Regions from separate parts of the Mus musculus genome. Here all the other regions are linked to region 1. The links are chromatin contacts, called in public HiChIP or PLAC-seq maps. All regions are on one chromosome and are shown on one strand. The core of a region is the stretch at or near the end of the contact, and the rest is flanking DNA. Distances in the headings are between cores, read along the strand shown.

The links. HiChIP or PLAC-seq counts read pairs in DNA pulled down with a chosen protein or histone mark.
Region 2: a contact with region 1 is called in an H3K4me3 HiChIP or PLAC-seq map of bone marrow-derived macrophages, with 5 times the contacts expected there. The contact joins the promoter of Ppy here to the promoter of Ccdc43 in region 1. A contact is called at or near these places in 2 of 115 datasets of contacts at active chromatin or transcription factors (bone marrow-derived macrophages and large pre-B cells) and 1 of 9 other capture datasets (liver).
Region 3: a contact with region 1 is called in an H3K4me3 HiChIP or PLAC-seq map of bone marrow-derived macrophages, with 2.8 times the contacts expected there. The contact joins the promoter of Nags here to the promoter of Ccdc43 in region 1. A contact is called at or near these places in 3 of 39 promoter capture datasets (the 3T3-L1 cell line and embryonic stem cells), 2 of 115 datasets of contacts at active chromatin or transcription factors (bone marrow-derived macrophages and pancreatic cancer cells) and 1 of 9 other capture datasets (liver).

What each region holds. Positions count from the first base shown.
Region 1 is chr11:102,695,518-102,699,800 of GRCm38.p6, reverse strand. Ccdc43 (coiled-coil domain containing 43) reads left to right here and starts at 2,076. Exons shown (of 5, transcript NM_025918.3): 1 at 2,076-2,290. The coding sequence starts at 2,093. It overlaps Gm34392 (a long non-coding RNA gene), which reads right to left and starts at 2,022. Exons shown (of 2, transcript XR_389053.1): 1 at 1,961-2,022; 2 at 1,587-1,861.
Region 2 is chr11:102,099,430-102,103,712 of GRCm38.p6, reverse strand. It overlaps Ppy (pancreatic polypeptide), which reads left to right and starts at 2,394. Exons shown (of 4, transcript NM_008918.2): 1 at 2,394-2,447; 2 at 3,002-3,192; 3 at 3,430-3,547; 4 at 3,647-3,782. The coding sequence starts at 3,002. The coding sequence ends at 3,541.
Region 3 is chr11:102,142,966-102,147,248 of GRCm38.p6, reverse strand. It overlaps Nags (N-acetylglutamate synthase), which reads right to left and starts at 1,736. Exons shown (of 7, transcript NM_145829.2): 1 at 1,258-1,736; 2 at 485-759; 3 at 173-386. The coding sequence starts at 1,662. Gm11586 (a long non-coding RNA gene) reads left to right here and starts at 942. Exons shown (of 3, transcript XR_880227.3): 1 at 942-1,035; 2 at 1,168-1,699; 3 at 3,897-4,283.

The sequences.
Region 1 (4,283 bases), core at 827-3,326:
AGCAAGCCTTTTCATAGTTTTCTGTCAGGCTGGTCTGGCCTCAGACCCTTGTTTGAGCCTCCCAAATGCTGAGGTTAGAGATGCTGCCATGCCTGGCAAACTTATTCATTTTTTGAAGAATGTTAAAATCCCCCCGGTGTTGCGAGGTAACTCCTGGATCCCTGAACTCTCCCTTCCCAGCCCCCAACACCCTTCAACAGGACAAATGAATGACTTAGGGATCCAGTCATACCTTCACCAAAACCTTATCTCAATTTAGGTATGGTGGTGCTAGTCTGTAATCTCAACACTTGGGAGGCAGAGTCAGGAGGTTTACAAGCTCAGAGAAAAGAAATAGATTGAGTCCCAGGCAAGTCTGGATTACATAGCAAGACTCTGTCTTAATACCACCATCTCCACACAATCACCTATTTACTTCTGGGCTGGAGAGTTGACTCAGATGCTAAGAACACTGGCTGCTTTTCCAGAGGACCCTTGTTTGAGTTCCAGCATTCACATGGTGGATCACAAACATCTGTGTTTCACGGGATCTGCCTACCCTTCTGGTCTCCCTAAGGGCATCAGGCACATCGGTATACAAACAAACATGCAGGCAAAACACCCATACACTTAGAATTATGTCACTAAAGTGTCGTTATTTCTATTATTTCTTTAAATACCTATTCCCATTGGACTGTTTGGTCCCATAGGGAACACAGATCTTTGAGCCACTCATCTTTGAATTGTCAGTCTGTAACAGTGTTGTGGTGAATGTATTCAGTAAGTATCCAGTGAAGCAAGCAGTCAGAGTAAAGGCCCCTGCACAGCCTCCTCCTCCTCCTCCTCTGTAGTTTGAGTCTAGCCCACCTCAGGCCAGAGCTGGCATTCTGCTGGTAGAGTTCTGTCCCCTCTTAGGTTCTCTCTCATGGTGTGTCATTTCCTTACCCATATATATATATGTCATTGATGTTTTGCCTGCATGTTTGTCTGTGTGAGGGTGCCAGATCCCCTGAACTGGGTCCCTGGAAGAGCAGCCAGTGCTCTTATCAGCTGAGCCATCGCTCCAGTTTCCTTATCTTTTAATCGAACATAAAGGCATCTCCTCGCTGGGTTGTTGGGAAGATGGCAACAGATACTTCATGGGAACCTCTTAGCACCGTCCCTGGCAGAGGACAGAACTTGTTTCTTGGGTTGGCTGTCATGTGTCTACAGTCATTTGGGAAGAGGGGAATTTAGAGAACGACCTCCTATAAGATTGGCCTGTGGGACATTGTCTTGATTAGTGATTGTTGTGGGAGAGCCCAACTTATTGTGGCTGGTGCCACCCCTGGGCAGGTGTCTCCTAGATGGTGGAAGAAAGCAATCTGAGCAAGGCAAGAGGAGCAAGCCATTAAACAGCAATCTTCCAAGGCTCCTGCTTCCAGGTTCGAGCCTTGAGTTCCTGTGACTTCCCCTTAGTAATGGGGCGTGACCTGAGAGTGGAAGCTGAAATAAACCTTTTCTCTCCTAGTTGCTTTGGCCATGGTGTCTTATCTCAACAGAAACTCTAAGACAGTCCTCAAAGGTATACCTGTGGAAACACGGAAGCAATAATTAAAAGCAATGACTCCGAGGCTGCATGTTTAACTGTTGAGAACCTGCTATGTGTCTCTGTACAGAAATGAGTCAGAGAACGTTTTCTGAAATTTGGGTTTTCAGGGAAGGCGGCTTGGAATGGCAGTGAAGGTGGTATTCCGGAACACAAGACTCAGTGGGGCATCCTGGCTTCACATTCCACAAGAACCTGCCGGGCGCAGAGCAGAACTGCTGGAATCCGTGGTGAGCAGTCCTCTGAGCTCTCTGTCACGTGTCTGACAATGACACTGAATCCGATCGTTGCCAACTATAACGAACCGGTTCAAAACTCACCTGCCGGTGTTCCTGGGTGCCCATGCGACCACGCTTACACCGAGAAGCGCTAGCTGCGAGGACATAAAGATACCTCAAACCGCGGATCACAGCCCGGCGCGCAGGGGTGGAGGATCCCTCTCCGGGCATGCGCGCTGGCCCAGTGGCGCGGCCCGACAGGCACTGCGGTAGGCACCCTCGGGTCCGGCAGGACCCTGTCCCCAGCATGGCGGCGCCCAGCGAAGTGGCCGCGGCAGTCCTCGGTGAAGGCGATGGCGGGGCTTTTGGATCCTGGCTTGACGGACGGTTGGAGGCGCTGGGAGTGGACCGAGCCGTTTACGCCGCTTACATCCTTGGCGTCCTACAGGAGGAGGAGGAGGAAGAGAAGCTGGACGCCCTGCAGGGTATCCTCTCTGCTTTCCTGGTGAGTAGAGTAGTCGGGACACATCCTATCAACCTCACGGAGAAATCTGGGAACCTCTTTCGTTACTTCACATCTCTCTTTCCTTTTGCTGTCACGAAGGCTTAGTGGTTTTACCGGAAAGAAGCATAACTGAGGGAGAAGTGGGCTGCTGCTCCCTCGCCAGATTTTGGGTTGCAGGTGTACAGAGAGGATGGGATCCCCATATTCCGGGCAACAAGGCTCCCTGGGTGCCTTTGGATGTGCTAGAGAGTATCCTGAAGCCATTAAGATGTGTAAATGGCAGTTCGATCATAAACGTCTAATAGTTCCATTTCTATGGTTTGCGATGTTTAGAGTGGGGAGTAAAATGTTTTTGAGATGTCTGCCCATTAGCGGGTAGTCTCAGGGCTGTCCCATGACAAAAGCCTGTGGGAAGTTCCCTTTTGGCTCCAATTTCAGTAGAGTCCTCAATTGGTAAGGTAATGGAGATCTTTTCACGATAAGCAACCTTGGGAAATTCAGTAATTATTAATGTGTGTTGGGTGGGGCGGTACCCTGTGATGAAGACAAACTGGAAACAGATAAGGTATTTGTATGGAATGGTGGCTGGTGCACATCTTTAGTCCTAGCACTCAGGAGGCTGATCTCTGTGATTTTCAAGGCCATCGTGGTCTACACAGAGAAACCCTTTTTTGTTGAAAAAACAAAACAACCAAAAAGAAGCAGGTTCGTGGGTGGGGCACAAACCTTTAATCCCAGCTCTCAGGAGGCAGAGACTGGCCTTTGTGGTCTACGCAGTGAGTTCCTGGACAGCCGGGGCACAGAGAAACCCTGTCTCAAATACTCAAATGCAGATTCGTCACAGTATGCTGTGATGTGATGCGTGATTATAATCCCAGCCCTGCAGAGGTCAGCAAGTGGGTGGCCAACTTTGGGCTTGCCAAGTGAGACCCTGGCAAACCAGACCAAGGAGACTCACTAATTTAGAAATTTGTAATTTAAAGCTGTATTTATGTATCAGAGGCGATCAAGACACCCACTTTTCTAATCTGATATTTGTGCGGTGTTCATCCCTCCCCGTTCCACTCCCAACAGAAACAGTTAGATTATATGCATAGATTAGATTCCCTACCTCTCTTGCCCTGAGATTGTCCTGTAGAGACTTCCTTTTTAATATAATTGAGTTGGGGGCTGGAAAGATGGCTCAGTAGTTGAGAGCACTTGTTGCTCTTACATAGGACCTGAGTTCCATTTCCAGACCCTACACAGTGGCTCACAACCATCTGTAGTTCTAGTTTAAGGGGATTGGACAATCCGTTCTGACCTCCGTGGGTAACAGGCACGCATGTGAAAGAAGTGCAAATCTAATAAATGAATACAATCAGCTCAAAAGTAAACTTTGCTGCATCTGCACTAAATACCAGAGAAACTGTTATCCTTCCACACGGTGGAGGCGTCTCTTGAAAACACAAAGTGCTACTGTGAGAGTCAACTGCTCATCAAAGGCTTTGTTCTTTGATGTCTATCACAATGAGCAGGTTTGGAGAACGGGCTTATCTAGTGTCCTTAAAGTCAAAATTCAGGGACTAGTAAGGAGAATCAAAAGGTATGGTGAGCATAGATATAAATATGCATGTACATTCTTTTTTAAAAAGATTTATTAATTTTATGTATATGAGTACACTGTAGCTGTCTTCAGACACACCAAAAGAATACATCGGACCTCATTACAGATGGTTGTGAGCCACCATGTGGTTGCTGGGAATTGAACTCAGGACTTCTGGAAGAGCAGCCAGTGCTCTTAGCCACTGAGTCATCTTCCAGCTCCTGGATGTACCTTCTTTATGTAAAGAAATGGAAGGTTTTTTTTTTTTTTTAATTTTTATTTTTTTCAAATCCAAAAGTAATTTTTGGGTATGGGACACATACTAGAGACGCTCACACTGAAGTTCAGTTCGTTGAGAACATGCTGGAAATATGACACACTGACGCAGCTGTCCCTGATCCCACTGGC
Region 2 (4,283 bases), core at 1,145-3,644, 600 kb after region 1:
TGATTCCAGCATAAGAGCAGTGAGACAGGTGGATCCCTGCAGCTCCCTGGCCGGTCCGTTCAGCCTCGGCGTGAGTCCCAGGTCCCCGTGAGAGACCCTGACTCAGAAAACAAGGTGGATGGTGTTTGAGAAACACCACCTGAGGTGAGGACATGGGCATACACCCACATATACACAAACCCTCTCTCACACACACCTATATGTATATGCACCTACACATACTTGTACCCATATCCACCCCCAGGCCCCTCACATACTCACCACCCCCAACACCATACACACTACTGAACAGAATCAAACAAAACCCCGTGTGCCCTGAATGACTCTTTCTTGGCCTGTGCTCTAAGAGCAGCAGGGGCTGAGGTAAGAGAGCCAGGAAAGGGTATGACAGAGCACAGGATGCTAGCCAAATGCCTGTCGTGTAGGTTGTATTTGGGGTCTCTGCACTTCCTTTCTTCCATCCTTCCTTCCTTCCTTCCTTCCTTCCTTCCTTCCTTCCTTCACCTACTTCATTCACCCTCGTGTTTCTGGACTGTTCTCCTAACCCCATTATCACATTGGCCGGTAGCTATCTTCCTTGTCCAGAGAGCACGTGGCTACTAAGGAGCCACTAGTGACTTGGTTTATCTGCAGGTGAGCACGTGTGTCTTCCTGGAAGCTCTATGCAAGCACTTCAGGAGCCCACAAAGGCTATCAGGAGCTATCTCTGTGTTCCAGATGTGACCATAATATTTAGAAGGCACAGGCACTACTTCCTCCTGGATTGTCACTACTACCCCTGCAGAGACCCTGGAATCTGTCATTTCGATCTATTGGGTTGACATTTGAAGAGCAGCTGTGATTTCTTGGGACCAAGCAAAGCTGGTTGACTTGCGTGACAAACTGTAAATAGTTCCCACACCAGACTCATTCCCCGGATACAGTCTTTTTACCTGGAGTAAAATCCAGAACACAAGGTTTAGAGCCCCTGGAAACCCGGATCCTTAAAACCGGCGCCGGAGCCAGGCGCCCCCTGGTGGCAGCCATGAGGCTCGAGTCGGAACTAGCCACTGGTTTTGCATAGTGGGAAACCTGAGCCCAGAGAAGGGGCCAGGATCGCTGAGAAATGAACTCTACTTACTTTGAGCGGCTGGTGCTCTTCTTGCTACCTTAAATGAGAGCCGAGAGGAAAAGGCTCTTTGATTCTTCAAGTCTGGGGATGGATGCAATGAGCCCACCTTACAGAGTAAGAAATCGAACCCTAGGAGCTCTAATTGGATCATGCTCCCAACAGGAGGGCAGTGACGCGGACTTCAATTGGAGCTAGGCCTATCTGACCTCTAACCTTATCAGGACAGATGCCTGCTGTCACCTTCTCCCCTCTCACTTCCTGCGTTCCCAGAGCCCGCGGTGATGATTCTTGTTCTGTCCTGAGAGCAGAACATCGGGAGAGAGAGAGGCCCTTGCTCCCTTCACAGGGGTCAAAATAAACAGAGCCAGTGACTGCTCTTGGCTTGAGCAGGGTGGAGGTCTGTCTGGGAAAAGGACACTGAACATGAAAGGGACAAGTGGCTTCTCCTGTCACGCAGTGGCACCAGAAGAATCTCTCAGGGGAGGAAGTGAAGGCTGACCCTGAGTCTTGGACAAGCGTTCCCTCCTCTGGTAGTCTCCCCACTTTTTGTCTGTTAAATAGGTTCCCTTGTAGGGGTTCAGTGGGACGACAGCATGGCATTTTTTGGGGGGCAACTTGAAGCTTATAAGTGATGCTGGTTTTTAGCACTCCCCTGGGACAGAGCTCTGTGCTGGGAAAGGAAACAGCTGCCAGGAACTGTCCCTTCCCCACGAACCCTGTGGCCTCTGAACCCTGGCCCACAGGACCTAAGCTGGCATTCGATACACGCATCAAATGGCTTTCTCCACTCCCTTCCAAGTGGCTTTAGGATGTGAGACATCTCTGTCCCTTCCTTGATCTAGCTGGATTGAAGGCCCGAATTCCATCCCTCATGGTAGGGGTAAAGCCTAGCTTCAGCTTCTATCCAGACCCCAAGGAAAGCCTATTGGCGACTGGGGTTGTCTCTGGGGAGGCCATGCTGAGGCTAGTGGCTAGAACCTTTGGGTTACCATGTCAGGATCCTGTCATTTATGAATCAAACCTCTTCTGGTGTCCAAAGCTGGATACGGACCCCCATGAGACCTTGTCATGGTCCAGTTTTTTCTTCTGTGCTCCTCCGACATCTAGAATGCTGACCTGGTGCTTTCCTGTTTCTGGCCACAGTGCCCGTGTTTCAGAAACCAGGCAGAGAGCAAAAGGGGGGTGGTGGTGGTTAAAGGCTGGCAGCAAGAAAGGCTGACAGGAGGCGGGGACTCTGGGGGTGCTGAGGACTATAAAGGGGCACAGCCATGAACAGGGAGACAGTCCAGCAGGAGGTAGGTGTCTGGGCCCAACACTCACTAGCTCAGCACACAGGGTAAGTGAGCTCACTCTGTCCTGCCTCTGGGGACTCCTTGGGTTGAGGCTGGTGATGGAGGGTCGGAATTGGTGCTTCGTAGGGCTGGATCCCTCAAGGGACCTAAAGTCCTCCTTGGGTCTTTCTCTGCATCTGGACAAACCTGTCAGTGGAAAGCAGGACCCACCGTGTCATAGACTTCTGTCCCTTTGCTTTACAAGTTAATTCTGTGTCCCCCACCCTGTGGTTCCCACCAGCTCTGGCTACTCCTGCCTCCTCAGAGCCATCAGTGTCCTAAGTCCTGTGTATCCAGCCTTCATACCTAGTTCTTCTGCTGTTTTTTTATGTTGCCAAGGCTTGGGTACTCTGGCTGCTGGCTTGAGGGGTGTGTATGTGGAGGTGTCCTGTTTTCTAGGGAAGGAAGGTGGTTGATGCTGGTGGCTCCTGGGTCTGCCCTTGTCCCCAGGCTTGGCTTGAAGAAATGTGTGGTAGGTGGTGGCTGGGCAGGTAGGTCTTGGACACAGGAGGATCTGCTGATGGGCTGTGTTCTGCTTCCACGATTCCTTGTTCATTAGATGGCCGTCGCATACTGCTGCCTCTCCCTGTTTCTCGTATCCACTTGGGTGGCTCTGCTGCTGCAGCCCCTGCAGGGGACCTGGGGAGCCCCCCTGGAGCCAATGTACCCAGGCGACTATGCGACACCTGAGCAGATGGCACAATATGAAACTCAGCTCCGCAGATACATCAACACACTGACCAGGCCTAGGTAGGGTGGTGTGTGTGTGTGTGTGTGTGTGTGTGTGTGTGTGTGTGAGAGAGAGAGAGAGAGAGAGAGAGAGAGAGAGCTCTTTAACCCTAGTCTCTTCAATGCCTGCTCTGAGAAAAAAATACTTCTGAGTGGCTTGGATCCATGGGCCGTGGGCAGGAAAGCGTCTACGTGGGGGATACAAAGCAGGTGACTGACAGTGAGAACTATACTTATCCCAGCTGTCTTCCTTCCCAGGTATGGGAAGAGAGCCGAGGAGGAGAACACAGGTGGACTTCCTGGAGTGCAGCTCTCCCCCTGCACCAGCCCCCCAGTTGGCTTGATTCCCTGCTCTGCGCCCTGGAGCTGAAGGCAGGTGTGGAAAGGGGGGGATCCAGAGGAGGCGGAGTAAGGGAAAACAAGGTCTTGGGGTACAAGGACTGTCCTTCCTCATGATTCCCTTCTTTCATTACAGGGAGCTCTGCCCAATGGACTTGCAGCCTCTCTTGTCTTCAGCCCGTGGCTGTAGGAGAGTACAGGTCCAGCTCTTTCCTCTGCAGTCTTGCAACAACCTGCTCCCTTGCAAACTAAATAAAGCAAATTAAAATCATAGCCCGTGTGTGAGTGTGTGTGCACCCATAGAGGCAGAAGCAGGTAAAGTTCACAGTCAGGGAGGCAGGGGCCTGGGGGTAGGAGATAATCCTGAGTGTATATAGGGGCTCAGCTCATTCCTTTCACAGAAGGAAGCTGTGGTCTAGAGAGAAGTGAGATTCCTTTCCAGAAAGGTCTGTGATGTCACAGTTCTAAGCTTAATCTTCCCATCCCAGCACCCCTAAACCATCTAGCTCCTCCCCCGAGGCCAGCCCTGTTCCCAAATGTACCCTCAAGACGGCTCCTGTAACCTGGGCGGTGGGAGAGGAGTCATTTATCCTAAAGTGGCAGGGCAAGGGCAAGAACTCAGAGGATTAGTGCTGGCGGCCAATTGTGTGCTGTGTAGGGTGGTCTCAGAACTGCTCTCTGGAGCTCTGGAGAGAATGGACTGATCTGGGAGGTAGTGGACTGCTGGACCAAGAATGAAATTTAACTACTGCTGTAGGGAAATGTGACCACCA
Region 3 (4,283 bases), core at 487-2,986, 550 kb after region 1:
TCAGATCTGGGAACCGAGGAACACCACCCCCCCCCCCCCCGATCTTCTGTTAGGTCTTCCTACTCTATTGGCTTGAGAGTGACTGTAGCCTGTTATGGGTTTACGTAGGGGTCACAGGGCCGGGGACTCAGTCTTGCTTAGTGTTATGACGTGGCACAGGAGAGGGGCGCACCTTCTGACTGTTATTCCGCAGGCCGCCTGAATTATTGAGGAAGATGATTTTGGTGGGCTGCAAAGCCTTGGCTAGAGATGCAGTCACCTCCAGCGAGTCAAGGAGCACGGAACGGCGCGCAGCCGTTTCCCCAATGGGGCACAGGATGGGGATGCTGTTGGATTCCAGACACCACTGCAACAGGTCTGTCTCCACCGCGACGATGCCACCGTAGCTGTGGGCCAGATGTGGTGCTTGAGCGGGACCAGGGCAGGGCCAGCAGAGTGGTCCGCCCTCTCTGAGGATGCCGGGGCAGGTTGGGTTGACACTAACCTGGCATGGGGAGCTGGCTCCGCAGCGCTCAGTACTGATCCGCCGCCAAAAAAGGGCACAGCAGTAGCCGCGTTGTGCCTTAGTTCATCCACCAGCACCTTGCAGCTCTGAGCAAGCTGCGCCTTAGCTTCCCAGAAGGAAAGACAGCCAGAAGGTGCCGTGGGGGTAGGCAGCCCCAGAACCACCAGTGGCTTCATGTCCATGCGTTGCAAGAAGGCCAGGGCGAAAGCCAGGCGGGATACCGCCTGCGGGCACCGGATCACCTCCTCATCGACCTGTACAGAAGTGGACGTTCAGGGACGCGACACTGACTCTAAGCCGCCTGTTCCTAATCGGGCTTTAGGACCCTCAGTGACCACATTCTACTTAGGAGCCATTGGGCCCCACTTTTGGCCGACTGCTCCGCCCTTTGCCCGTTGGGTCTTAGCCACCCCCTTATCTAGCACTAATGTTCCTCCCTCAGCTCCTCCCAGCGGCCTTGGACTCTGGGACACCTTGGGGGGAGGGGTAGTGCGACAGCTCAGCCGACTGAACCCCTAACTGCTTCCACGGTGAGAGGCCTTTGTCAGACATCACTTCTGGAGGCCCGGGCTTCCCAGCCTTCTCCTTAGCGCCAAGGGCGGTTTTCGTAGCCTTATGGCTTTCTCCATCCCCAGCACTAACTCAACGCCTCTGCTCTCCAGATTCACAGTTAGGCATGCTGAGACCTACGACGTACTATTGAACAGTCACCATCTCATGACAGTGACACGACGACACCGGGATCGGCTTACCTCCATGACGGCGAAGGGCTTGTCCACCGAATGGTAGCAGGTCTGGAATTGCGTGAGCCAGTGGCGTGCTTCCCCCGGGCTGGCACCACACTGGTTCAGGAAGGCCTGGATGTCCCGCTGCACCAGTGATCTGCCGGCGGGAGGCGCAGGGGATTCGAGGGGCGTTGGAAGCGGTGTCCACGACGGCTCCTCGACCGCAGGAGACTGGACACGACCCTTAGCGCCCTCGGCGTCCTCTGCGTGAGCCCTGGCGGTGCTGAGCCGGCGTCCCGGGCTGGCGCTCTTTGCCCCGCGCCGCCGCGCGCTGCCACTCAGTCTCCGTGAGCCCCCAGGACCTCCCGGGCTGCGCAACCTTCTGGCCGCTGCAGCAGACCGCAGGGCTGTGGCCACCCACGCCGTCGCCATGACGACAACCAAACCCACTCGTCCCCCCCACCCACAGGTGACGGTCGCTCTGGAGCGCACAGCACTAGGGGTTCTTAACTTGCCGCTGATCTGGGCTGGATCAGACTCGGGGCGGGATGGGATAGGAGGCCCGGAGTGGCTTCTGGGTGCGTTTGAGGTGTGGCAAGTCACAGACCAGAGGGTGGCGCCTCTAGACTTCTCCGCCCCTTGTGTATGGGGGTACGGAACCGTTAGTGAGGGTCACGAAGGTCAGATTTAGAGTGGTGGAGCTCTTTGATCTGCTACCAAAATGCTGGATTTAGAAAGCGCTCAGATGTCCTAGGTGTGCGTGCGAATTTGCAGGGTCATGCAAGTGATTTGAGTTGGAAGGAGTCTGGGAAAGTTGAACACAGGGGGTGTGGTCCTCACTGCAGCATATGGATACAAAGTCCTGTTGTCAAGCAGGACTTGGTGTGACATATTTGTACTCTCAGTTCCTTGGAGGTCCGGGCAGGAGGAGAACATAGGCTACATAGCGGGGGAGCCTTGTCTCAAAAGATAAAACCCAGAACTCCTGAGGCAGAGGCAGGCCTGTATCCACGAGTTCAAGGTCAGTCTGGTCTACTTTGAGAGTTCCAGGACAGCCAAGGGGCTACATATTATAGAGAGATGATCCCACTTCAAAAAACAAGAAACACAACAACAACAACAATAAACCTAAAAAAATAGACAAAAACACAAAACAAAACAAAATGAACGGGGGGGGGGGCGGTGATGGCCACATTTGGGAATGTCCTCCACATGGAGGAATCAGAAGGATCAGGCTCAAGGTCATCCTTGACTTTATAAGCAATTCAAGGCCAGCCTAAGCTAAGGAACCCTGCTCTTTTTCTTTTAAGGAACAGGGTTTCTCTGTGTAGCCCTGGCTGTCTTAGAACTCACTCTGTAGACTGGGCTGGCCTTGAACTCAGAGATCTGCCTGCCTTTGCCTCCAAGTGCTGAGATTGAAGGCATGCGCCACCACTGCCTGGCCTAAACCCTGTCTTAAGAAAATCTCATTTGGGCTGGTGAGATGGCTCAGCGGGTAAGAGTACTGACTGCTCTCCCGAAGGTCCTGAGTTCAAATCCCAGCAACCACATGGTAGCTCACAACCACCCATAGTGAGATCTGATGCCATCATTCTGGTGTGTCTAAATACAGCTGCAGTGTACTTATTTATAATAATAAATAAATCTTTGGGCCAGAGTGAGTCAGGGACTGAGCAAGCAGAGTTGACCGGAGCCATCTAAATTCAATTCCCAACAACTACATGAAGGCTCACAACCATCTGTACAGCTACAGTATGTAGATGTTTATATACATAAAATAAATAAATAAATCTTTTAAAAAGAAGAAGAAGAAGAAAAGAAAATCTTGTCTGAGTTCATGATCAGGTCAGTCAGGGTTTGTCACCTGCAGAACACTGGAGCCACCCTGAGGAAGCACTGTCACAGCCTCAAATGCTCCTCTGTTCCTGTTAATGCTTTAGGCTGTTTAAAGCTAAAATCTATGCCTATGAGGCTTGTGATTGAAGGCTTCTGTTACTTGCCAGAGACAGAAAAAAAAAATGCTTAAGAATAAGAAGAGAACAAAAACAAACCTATTACATTCCAGATGGAGGATACTAGGTGACATGTCCCAGATAGAATGCTGGGCTCTGTGAAACCCCTTTCCGTCATCCTCAAGGTGACCCCAGGGGAGGTGTTGTACCAATCACCCCATTTGCAGCCCAGGATCTTGAGACCCAGAACTAGATAGGAGCAGAGGATCCTTGGTTCATCAGCAGGGATGCTCAGGGCGGCGTGTGCCTGTGAACCTCCCCCCATCTGCTCCCTGTTAATCCTGTCCTGCCCTGGATACCCTCTATCCAGTCCAGGCCCCTGTTGTTATAGAGGAGGAAATGGGATTCTGTCATTGTAACGGGAAGGTGACTCAGCCAAGGTCACACAGCTCAGACACCAGCCATTGTATCATATCTTCCCTAATGGTTTTGTTGTCTCGCTGATCTTCTGCCTGTTTTGAAAAGGTGCCTTGCTTTATAGACCAGGCTGTCTTGGAACTCACCTCAGCATCTTGAGTTCAGGGAGTACAGGCATGTGTCACCACACCTACCTCTTAGTGTGGATCCCCCCCCCCCGACCCCTCAGGCCAGGCCCCCCAGGGTACCACCTAAAAGAGGCACAGTGGCCACCTGAGAATTCTGTATTATTTCCAGGATGCTGGACTGGGGGTGCAGTCCTGTGGTATATGTGAGAGATTCTGGGTCGTAGCCATGAAGGAAAAAAAAATCCAGAGGCTGCTGGGTGAGTGTGTTGACCCTTTCCTGGAAACTGTCCCTTCAACACACCCACACATACTGGCCCGGGAGTCTGGAGTGGGAGGAGAGTCTGACCTTTGGGTCTTTCCTCATTGGTATTTCCATTCTCCAACTTAGAAAACTAGACAGGCAGTGCTGTAAGGCTGGTCAGGTCTGTGTGTGGCACTGGCACCTGTGTTCACACACACACACACACACACACACACACACACACACACACACACACACACAGGCATGCAGCATGCATGCACACATTCATGATGTGGACCCCCTAGAGCCGTTTTT